Regions from separate parts of the Sus scrofa genome. Here region 1 is linked to region 2. A link is a contact called in public HiChIP or PLAC-seq data. All regions are on one chromosome and are shown on one strand. Each heading gives the region's core, a stretch centred on a gene start, on an enhancer-like site or on the middle of the called end of the contact. The rest is flanking DNA. Distances are from core to core; before and after follow the strand shown.

The links. HiChIP or PLAC-seq counts read pairs in DNA pulled down with a chosen protein or histone mark.
Region 1: an H3K27ac HiChIP or PLAC-seq map of skeletal muscle shows a contact between it and region 2. The contact joins two enhancer-like sites. A contact is called at or near these places in 2 of 47 Hi-C or Micro-C datasets (fetal heart ventricle and skeletal muscle) and 1 of 2 datasets of contacts at active chromatin or transcription factors (skeletal muscle).

What each region holds. Positions count from the first base shown.
Region 1 is chr15:119,331,068-119,335,567 of Sscrofa11.1, reverse strand. No RefSeq gene overlaps it. Among named protein-coding and RNA genes, the nearest start is that of TNP1, 300 kb to the right of the region's middle. Within about 2 kb of position 1,832, at least 3 of the 83 cell types and tissues checked have an H3K27ac peak or open chromatin away from gene starts, as enhancers often do.
Region 2 is chr15:119,063,224-119,067,531 of Sscrofa11.1, reverse strand. No RefSeq gene overlaps it. Among named protein-coding and RNA genes, the nearest start is that of TNP1, 27 kb to the right of the region's middle. Within about 2 kb of position 1,666, at least 1 of the 83 cell types and tissues checked has an H3K27ac peak or open chromatin away from gene starts, as enhancers often do.

The DNA of each region.
Region 1 (4,500 bases), core at 583-3,082, 270 kb before region 2:
GGCTCATTCTCCAGAGGTGTGTGAGCAGACAGAAATGTAAGTGTCCAGGATATACCTGCACCCTATAATTGCATTAGTTCTCCTCACTGTTAAGACTTGGCATAGATCCAGGATTTTTGAGATTAGGAAAAGGCTTTCATGGCAACTCCCCCTGCTGCTAAGATTCATACTGTTTTCTTTTTTTTTTTTTAATGTATGCAATTTTATTTGTCAATTATTCCTCAAAAAAGTTGGGACAGTATATGCAAGCTCTATGATGAAAAATGTAAACTAAATCTTATTTGAAACATGTGGAAAATATACCCCTTCCTTAGTCTGAATTAACTTCACTCAGTGACTTTCTTCAAGATAGCTAGAGTCCTCCACAATAAGGGAAGAGTGAATTTTAATTTGGAGAAAGCAGGGATAGATTATTTTATTTTATTTTATTTTTATTTTTTCCCACTATACAGCATGGGGATCAAGTTACTCTTACATGTATACATTTTTTTCCCCACCCTTTGTTCTGTTGCAATATGAGTATCTAGACATAGTTCTCAATGCTACTCAGTAGGATCTCCTTGTGTTTTGTTTGTTTGTTTTGTATTTTTTGCCATTTCTTGGGCCGCTCCTATGGTATATGGAGGTTCCCAGGCTAGGGGTCAAATTGGAGCTGTAGCTGCCAGCCTACGCCAGAGCCACAGCAATTCAGGATCCCAGCCGCGTCTGCAAACTACACCACAGCTCGCAGCAATGCCGGATCCTTAACCCACTGAGCAAGGCCAGGGATCGAACCTGCAACCTCATGGTTCCTAGTCAGATTCGTTAACCACTGAGCCATGACAGGAACTCCAGGGTCTCCTTGTAAATCTATTCTAAGTTGTATCTGATAACCCCAAGCTCCCGATCCCTCCCTCTCCCGTCGGGCAGCCACAAGTCTATTCTCCAAGTCCATGATTTTCTTTCCTGCGGGGATGTTCATTTGTGCTGTATATTAGATTCCAATTATAAGTGATATCATATGGTATTTGTCTTTGTCTTTCTGACTCATTTCACTCAGTATGAGAGTCTCTAGTTCCATCCATGTTGCCGCAAATGGCATTAATTTTCATACTGTTTTCTTTCTGTGCAACAGCCGTACCCTCAGACATACCATTTGTCCTGAGAGTGAGGAGACTTTCAGGTCTGACTCTACAACTGAATTGCTAAGTGAAATTTCTGAGACTCTGTTTCCTCATATGTAAAATAAGGGCTTCCAGTGCTCCAAGGCCCCTTCCAGCTCTGGAATCCTATGATCTGAATACAATGATATATTCAGTAGAGTTGACACTCTCTGAGGGTGAAATCCATGTACTGACCTCCTGTGTATCATTCATGGTATCTACTCTACTAGAGAGTGGAGTTCACAATAAGCTCAGTAATTACGTGTTTATGGATGACAGTGCAGTATTTTGGTGTAAATATTGTGGAATATATATCTCAGGACATTGAGGAATCCCCACACACAAAAAAAATCTGCTTTTAAGCATTTCCCAGTGCCCATGGTGCCAGAAGATGAAAAAGATATGCTTAGACTCTCAGCAAATTTTTGCAGTGCATTTATTTCTGAGTTGAAAATAAGTTAAACACTTTAAAAATTTCCAAAGGAAATGGCTTCCTGAAAGTAATTGGACAAATTTTTTCACACAAAAGAAATAGATACAAAAAGAAAAATAGAAAACAAAACAAAAAACAAACAAGCAAACAAAAACACTGGCGAAACCTTGAAATCTTATCACACCTTGGTACCCAGGCTTTGGAAGCACTTCCTCCCTTTTGGCTGTGGTTCACACCTCAGTCACAGGACTGAAATACCTTGTGACCTCACTCCAAAGGCAGGCTGAGGACACAAGGATCTCAGCTGCTGCACAGTTGGCCTGAGGGCTAGGGTGGGAACCCTGGGCCCTTTCTATGCTCTGAGAGATGGAGGGAGAGTCACTCTGGGGCCATCACAGAGTCCAAGAATTGTCAGGAGTGGCGGTTGGTGAGAAAAGCAGCTGTTGAAAGTGGAAGCTGTTGAAAGTGGAAGAGATTAATCACAGTATATACAATTCACAAGATCTGTGCAGCACTGCCCCCCTTTGTCTAAACCACCCCTTGTGCTGATTCTAAGCTGGACAAAGGGCTAGGACTCAGGGCCCGAAATCATCCAAAGAGAGACCTCCAACATTCCAGCAGGATATATTTCTGCACTTGATACTCTTTTTACCACAAGATCATTTTACCATCTAATCTAATCTAATCCTTTCTTATTGCATTTATTCTATCATGGTCACACCTTCTGGGCAGAAATAAGTTGGAGAAATATTTGGCAGGGTAAATTCTCATAAGTGCATCACTGTTTCACACTTGACACAGTACTCCATATTCAGCTTAATGTCCTACCGTTCCCTAAAAATATACCTATATCTCTAGCACCCTCTGAGAGTTAATTCTTTCTATTATCCACTTTGGGAAATTGGGGACCAAGGCGGAAAGCCCTAGGCTGAGTGAAGAAAGTCTGTAAGTTAGAAGGACTCGTTCTGTTGGTCAAAAGCAGAGAGCCCTTCTTCTACAAATGAGTCCTCTGGATTGAAATATGGCATGTAGTTGAAGGAAAGATTACACAGGGCTAACACCAGTTCAAGACTCTTATACTCATACATCCACAAGGGAATACTAAAAAACGGGTTACCTCCACTTCCCTCCTCCTCACTTCCTACAAACCAAGGCTGACTTGAGTCTCAGAAAAACACACTGACATTAGAGTTCCCTTGTAGCACAGCACATTAAGGATCTGGCATTTTCACTGTGGTGGCTCTGGTTGCTGCTGTGGTGCAGGTTCAATCCCTGGCCCAGAAACTTTCACATGCCAGAGGTGTGGCAAATAAACAAACAAACAAAAAACACTGACATTGATATATATATGACTGACCCAGATGAACAAGTACCATGAAAGGCAAGGCTAGGACTGTGGCCCATTCAATGATGTGACAGGTAAGTCTGTGGATATTTTTTAAATCTCCCAGTTCTACAGAACTAGGATACTTAATTGATTGCATTGATGTCTCCAGTTTTTCATCATGACCATTGTGTGTAAGATGTTATAACCTATTCCTTCTCTCTGGGCTTAGCCATGTGACTTGCTTTGGTCAATGGGAGTTAGCAAGCAGAGCCTTGCAAACACTTGTAAACTTGGATTTGCTTCCTTGACATTCTTGTTCCTTGGCTAAACTGTTGGAGGAATGTGAGAGACACATGGGTGAGGCTAAGTTTTCCCATCCAAGTCCATCCTAATGTGATCTGAAGCTGGTAACAACTCCATGAATCTGAAGAAACTTGGCTTAAGCTGGCTCAGGTCAGCAGAACCGCCCAGCCAATCCATAGACTTGGAATACATGGTTAATCTTTATGGATTCAAGCAACTGGGTTTTGTCACACAATAGCTGACTGATAATGATGAGATGAAATTGAAGAGGAATGTTGGGAGAGTAAGCACAAAGGCTAGCAAGACAGCTTGCCTTAGAGTCTCTGTAACAGAAGGAAATATGACACTGTGGTACAAGAGAAAACATTTTCTCCTTTTGCTTCCTTTCTGCTCATCCACCCTCACCCAATCCTATACAGCATATTTCCTGAAACAAATCTTTATATGATTTAATTTGTGCATATTTGAAGGTACTCATGGCCAGAGGTACGGTGAGTGTTCAGGTATGTACACTTGCAATCAAGCTGTGGTCTCACCCTATAAGGATCTAAAATTGGATTAGAGAATTTAGCCTGGCCTGTCAGATCTCTTTGATGTTATTTTGGGGGCTTATGAGCCTCATGCCCTGTTTTAGATAAAGTAACAGGTATTTGGCACTTTTCCTAACGGTTCACAGGGACCGAGTCCAGGGCAGTCAGTGGCAGGTTTTGTAAAAAGACATCAAATAGATTGGAGGGTAGGGTAGTTGAGGGAAAGAGGAAGAACAGGGGAAAGACAACAAAGAAAAGTTTATGTTTCTGCTATCCAGAGAATCAAATGCTTTTCTAGCAGTCTCTAAGTGGAATGTATCTGTTGATTTGCCAGGAAAACTCTTCATAGATTAAAGCCTTAGCTGGATGATGATGCAGGGTGTTTCTCAATCTTCCTTCTGACACATGGCATGCCCACCCCCTTCATTTAACATCGTGGAGCTACTTGTGAGAGATACTTCCTTCTTGGACTGATATACCCCTTACTGCATCCAGAACCATTGTAGTAGATAACAAAAAAAATGGCCAAAATTCTTTGCAATTGATTCCCATCAAATAGTAGAGTCCATTCTTCATGCCTTTAAATCAGGATTGGCCAGGTGACTTGTTTTCACCAATGATACCTTAGCAAAAGTGACACAATCTTGGTAACAATTTGCATATTGGAGCTTGTTCTCTTGCTCTCTTAGAATCCAGAGTTGGCACTATAAACAAGCCTGGGTTATCCTACTGGAAGGTAAGAGACAAGAGCACGATCTCCATCAT
Region 2 (4,308 bases), core at 417-2,916:
TGGGCCCCTCAAGCCCTCGTTATTGGCTGAACTCCTGAGGAGCAGTTGGAGCTCACACTGAGTTTGCCTAATGACGTGCAAAATTAATTAGGCTTCATCAGGGGTTCCTAAACTGGGTTCCATGGAACCCCCGGGGTCCTCCAAGGTGGCTTAGAAGTCACTGAGAGAGCCACTGGAGAAGCTGAAGGGATGGGTTTCAGGTCCCTCCTTGTCTCAACCACAGACCACTCTGGGCCGTATTGAGATTCTGTACAAAAAAGACTCAGTGGATATGCAGAAACACACATTTACCACACACCCAGGGCTCTGGGGAATGCCTCTGACCAGACAGCCACCTCCTAAACTCATCTCCCACCATCCATCCTCTGCCTTTGCTGTGACTTTGACAGTTGAGCAGGTATCCTCCTCACACACTGGGTCCATCCACCTTTCAGGTCTGGAGCAGGGAGGCAGATGGAGGGGACGCTCAGACCCAGGAAGAAGAAACTGCACTCAGCAGCAGAGCTAGGACCTCGGACAAGCACTCTGTCAGCCTCCACAGGAACTCAAGGGCCCTGCCCTCCCCTGCTCCCAGCCACAACTCCCGCCCCCACCCAAGCTGCTGATCAGGATCTCACAGGAACCCCTCTTTGCTTTTGCTTTCTTCTTCTTTTTTTTTTTTTTTTTTTTTTTGGCCCTGCTTCCTGGTTTCCCTCACAGCAGATTTTGCCCACTTTTGAGCCAGCCCCAAATGAAAATCAATTTTCCTGGGATTAAAAATCCCTTTAGTTAAGCCATCATGCCACACAGGCTGAGCCTGGGAGGAACATCTGGGAGGCACATCTGGTCTATTGGCCGACCTCCCCGCAGATGAGGCTTTATGGGCATCAACTCCAGTTCCTGCCACAGTACCAGGAATGGGGCTCAGAGTCCCTGCTCCAGCCAAGGACTTATTCATCCAGGGGAAAGCCAATAAATGTCTCCAAGCCTGATTCCACCTCTACATAATGTGGGGACACCCTGCCCTATCAATTTACTTAACCTGGTATCATAATAATAAGCCCAGAAATGGCTTCAAATATGGTCCATATCCTTAATAAAGGCAGAGAATTAGCGGTCACTCAAAGTGTCAGTTATCCCACAATACTGTTGAGAGATACGCAGACACGTTGTTTTGTTGTGGGGCAGGCTGAGACAGTTTCACTGCAAATTGTCTTTCTCTCCCCCAGCCGCCACCCACCAGACAAACTGCCCTTGACATTGAGGATTTTGCCACTGTAATTTTTACAGAAGCCCTAGTCACCCCCTTATCTTTCCTTGGAATAAAGTTGCTGGTGGCTGATTAGGAAGGAGGGAGGGTCTAAGCCTCAAAGACTGGAGGAGAAATGGGGGGGGGCACAGGGTGGAGGGAGGAGGGCAGCCACGTGAGCTGCTCCATTTCTGGAGGTGGCACCACAAGCAGACCTCCCTGGAGCCAGCCAGTCGAGTCAGACTGATTAGGTCAATTCACTCTTTATCTGGGACCAGCAGATAAGGCTGCAGGCCCAGAGGGGTGACTATGGGATGTGCCCAGTGGGAAGGAGACCTGGGAACACTGTAGCTGCTGGGAAGGGTGAAGGAGAACAGAGAGAGTTCTCTTAAGAGCTCATTTTTGGTTCCAATGTGGGGCTCAAGGGGTTTCCAGTCAGGCTGGGGATGCTGGGCCTCAATCTTTGCCCCAGCTGAAGGCCATAGGCCAGTGGCTCTCCATTTCTGGGGAATATCAGCCACTTGGAGCCCCCCAACAACTCCCCCACAGAGTTCCTGATTGAGCCGGCCAGAGAGGGACTGAAAATGTGCCTACCAAGCTTCCAAGTGATATTGATGCTACTGGTCTGAGGACAACACTGAGAGAACCACTGCTATGGATCCAGCCCCAGCTTGGCCACAGTCCGTGGGCATCCCTCAGATTCATCTCCCTCACCATTCCTAGGAAACAACGATCCACCCAAGCAAGCCCCTAATGAGGGGGCCAGATGACCATCTCTCACCCCACAGTCAAACGTGGCCTAGACACAAAAGTGTTATCAATGAGCTGCAGCATCTCCCTGGGCCTCACTTTCCCCAACTGTGGAGTGAGGAGGTCGGACTATGCAGTGTTTAAGCAAGCCCCTTCCTGCACTAGAGCTCCTGAGTCCCTAAAAGGGAGAAGAATGTCCAGCTTCATCTGCATGTTTCCTGGGGCAACTCGGTTCTCTCCATTGACCTGGAATTATATTCAACGATGAGGACTTCATCTTCAACAGCCAGCTTCCACGCCACGAGCACTCATATTCAAACCCCTAGGTACACGTCTGAAGATGTCATCAATTGTCAGCTCTTCCCTCACTTTCCACCTCTCTTTGCCGTTCTCTTTGCCATCCTCCCTGAACTTCAGATCTGAGCAGAAGGTTGGTTCTGCTGATGAAGATGCTTGATTCATTTTTTTAAAATCTCAACTCACCACCTTTCACCCAAGGCCTCTCTTCCTTTTGGTGCCCTATCAGAATAGAATATTGTCCACCATCATCTGCCCCATAGGGTTGATGGATGCTGCCCTGGCCACTAAAGTAGCCACCTAGGCTATACAAAAAGCTATCTGCCACCCCAGTAATATTGCAACCTGAAGCTCAGAGGGGAAAACTGACAACCCAACTGCCCTCTGGTTTGCCAGTGAGATCTCCTGCTCTCATACCAAGGCCTTGCACAAACCCACGATTTCCCTGAGGAGCAATGGCCTTGCCATCAGACACCCCACACCCCATCCCTGTTCATGCTTTTAGATGACAGTCTCACCAGGAAAAGGACTCCTGGCTCCTCTCCATCAACCCATATTCTCCTCTCTCTCTCTAATGCTGCTCCCTGTGTTCCTCTTCCACAAAATCTGGAAGGGAACTTGGAGAATGTGGGTGATGGTCTGAGCTTCAGCTCCCACAGGGGAGAGATGGGCAGAGTCACCCTGGACCCCTGCCTGGACTGGAATCTGCGGCTCTGCAGGTCTCCACACAAAGGTGCTTGGTGGTAATCCCTCCTGTTCAGCAGTAATCCTGCAGACACATGTGCTTCCTCTCATTGGACTGTCACTAATAAATCGTGAAGCTGGCCCCAGCCATACTCTCCCAGTGCTGCGGGTGGGACAAGCTGGGATGCCTAGAGGAAGAGAGACTTGCTCAGAGCTGCACAGCTAGCTGATCCTTATTTTTATTTTGGTACATTTACATATTGTAGTAGGATTGCCACTGAAGCAATATTTATCACATTATTATTATAGTACAGTATCATTAACTATATTTTTATACTACGCATTAGATCTTCACCGCTTATTATTCCTACTACAGATTTGTACTCTTAAAATACCATCGGTCTTACTCCCCTACTCCCCATGCCCTGGTAACCTACCACTTTACTCTTTCTCACAGGCTTGACTGTTCTAGATTCTACACATAAGTGATAGCATCCAATACTTGTCTTTCTCTGTCTGACTTCTCTTGTGTACAGCTGATTCTCAGTGGAGTTCGGAGCAGTGCTCAGGCCTCCTGGACTTGGACTTCCCTTTTCCATCAGAGCAGGCTGGCCCTTACAACCTGACTCCCATCCAACAGCACCTCCTCAAGTGGGGACCCTCCCGTGGTCCACATGGGGGATAACGAATGAGTTCTTTGAGACCTCTGGCTGCAGAGGAAGAAACACTTTGTGGTTTTCAACTCATGCACATGGGGCCTGAGACAGTAGTCACTGACCGTAACTCTATCCCAGGCACTTGAGCTCATCCCCACATGAGCTCAAGAGCACGAATCCCAGCTTATCACTCCCCCTCCTCCCCTTTGGTAAATATACATTTGTTTTCTATGCCTGTGAGTCTGTTTCTATTTTGTAAATAAGTTCATGTTTTCTATTTTTTGGATCCCACATATAAATGATATCATATAATTTGTCTTTATCAGACCCACTTCACATAGTATGATAATCTCTAGGTCCATCCATGTTGCAGCAAATGGCATTATTCAATTCTTTTTTATGCAGGAGTAGTATCCCCCACTCTGTGTGTGTGTGTGTGTGTGTGTGTGTGTGTGTGTGTGCGCACACCACATTTTCTGCATTTATTCATCTGTTCATGGGCACTTAGGTTGATTCCATGTCTTAACTTTGCTGTACACCTGAAACACAGTATTGTAAATCAACTGTACTTCAATAAAAAATAATTTTTTAAAAGATTCAAAAAAAAAAGTCCCAAATATCTTCCAGCCAGATACCCTACTGCCCTTTCTTTCTAGCCAGAGGAGGCAGCTCCATGTTACTTATAGCTAGGAA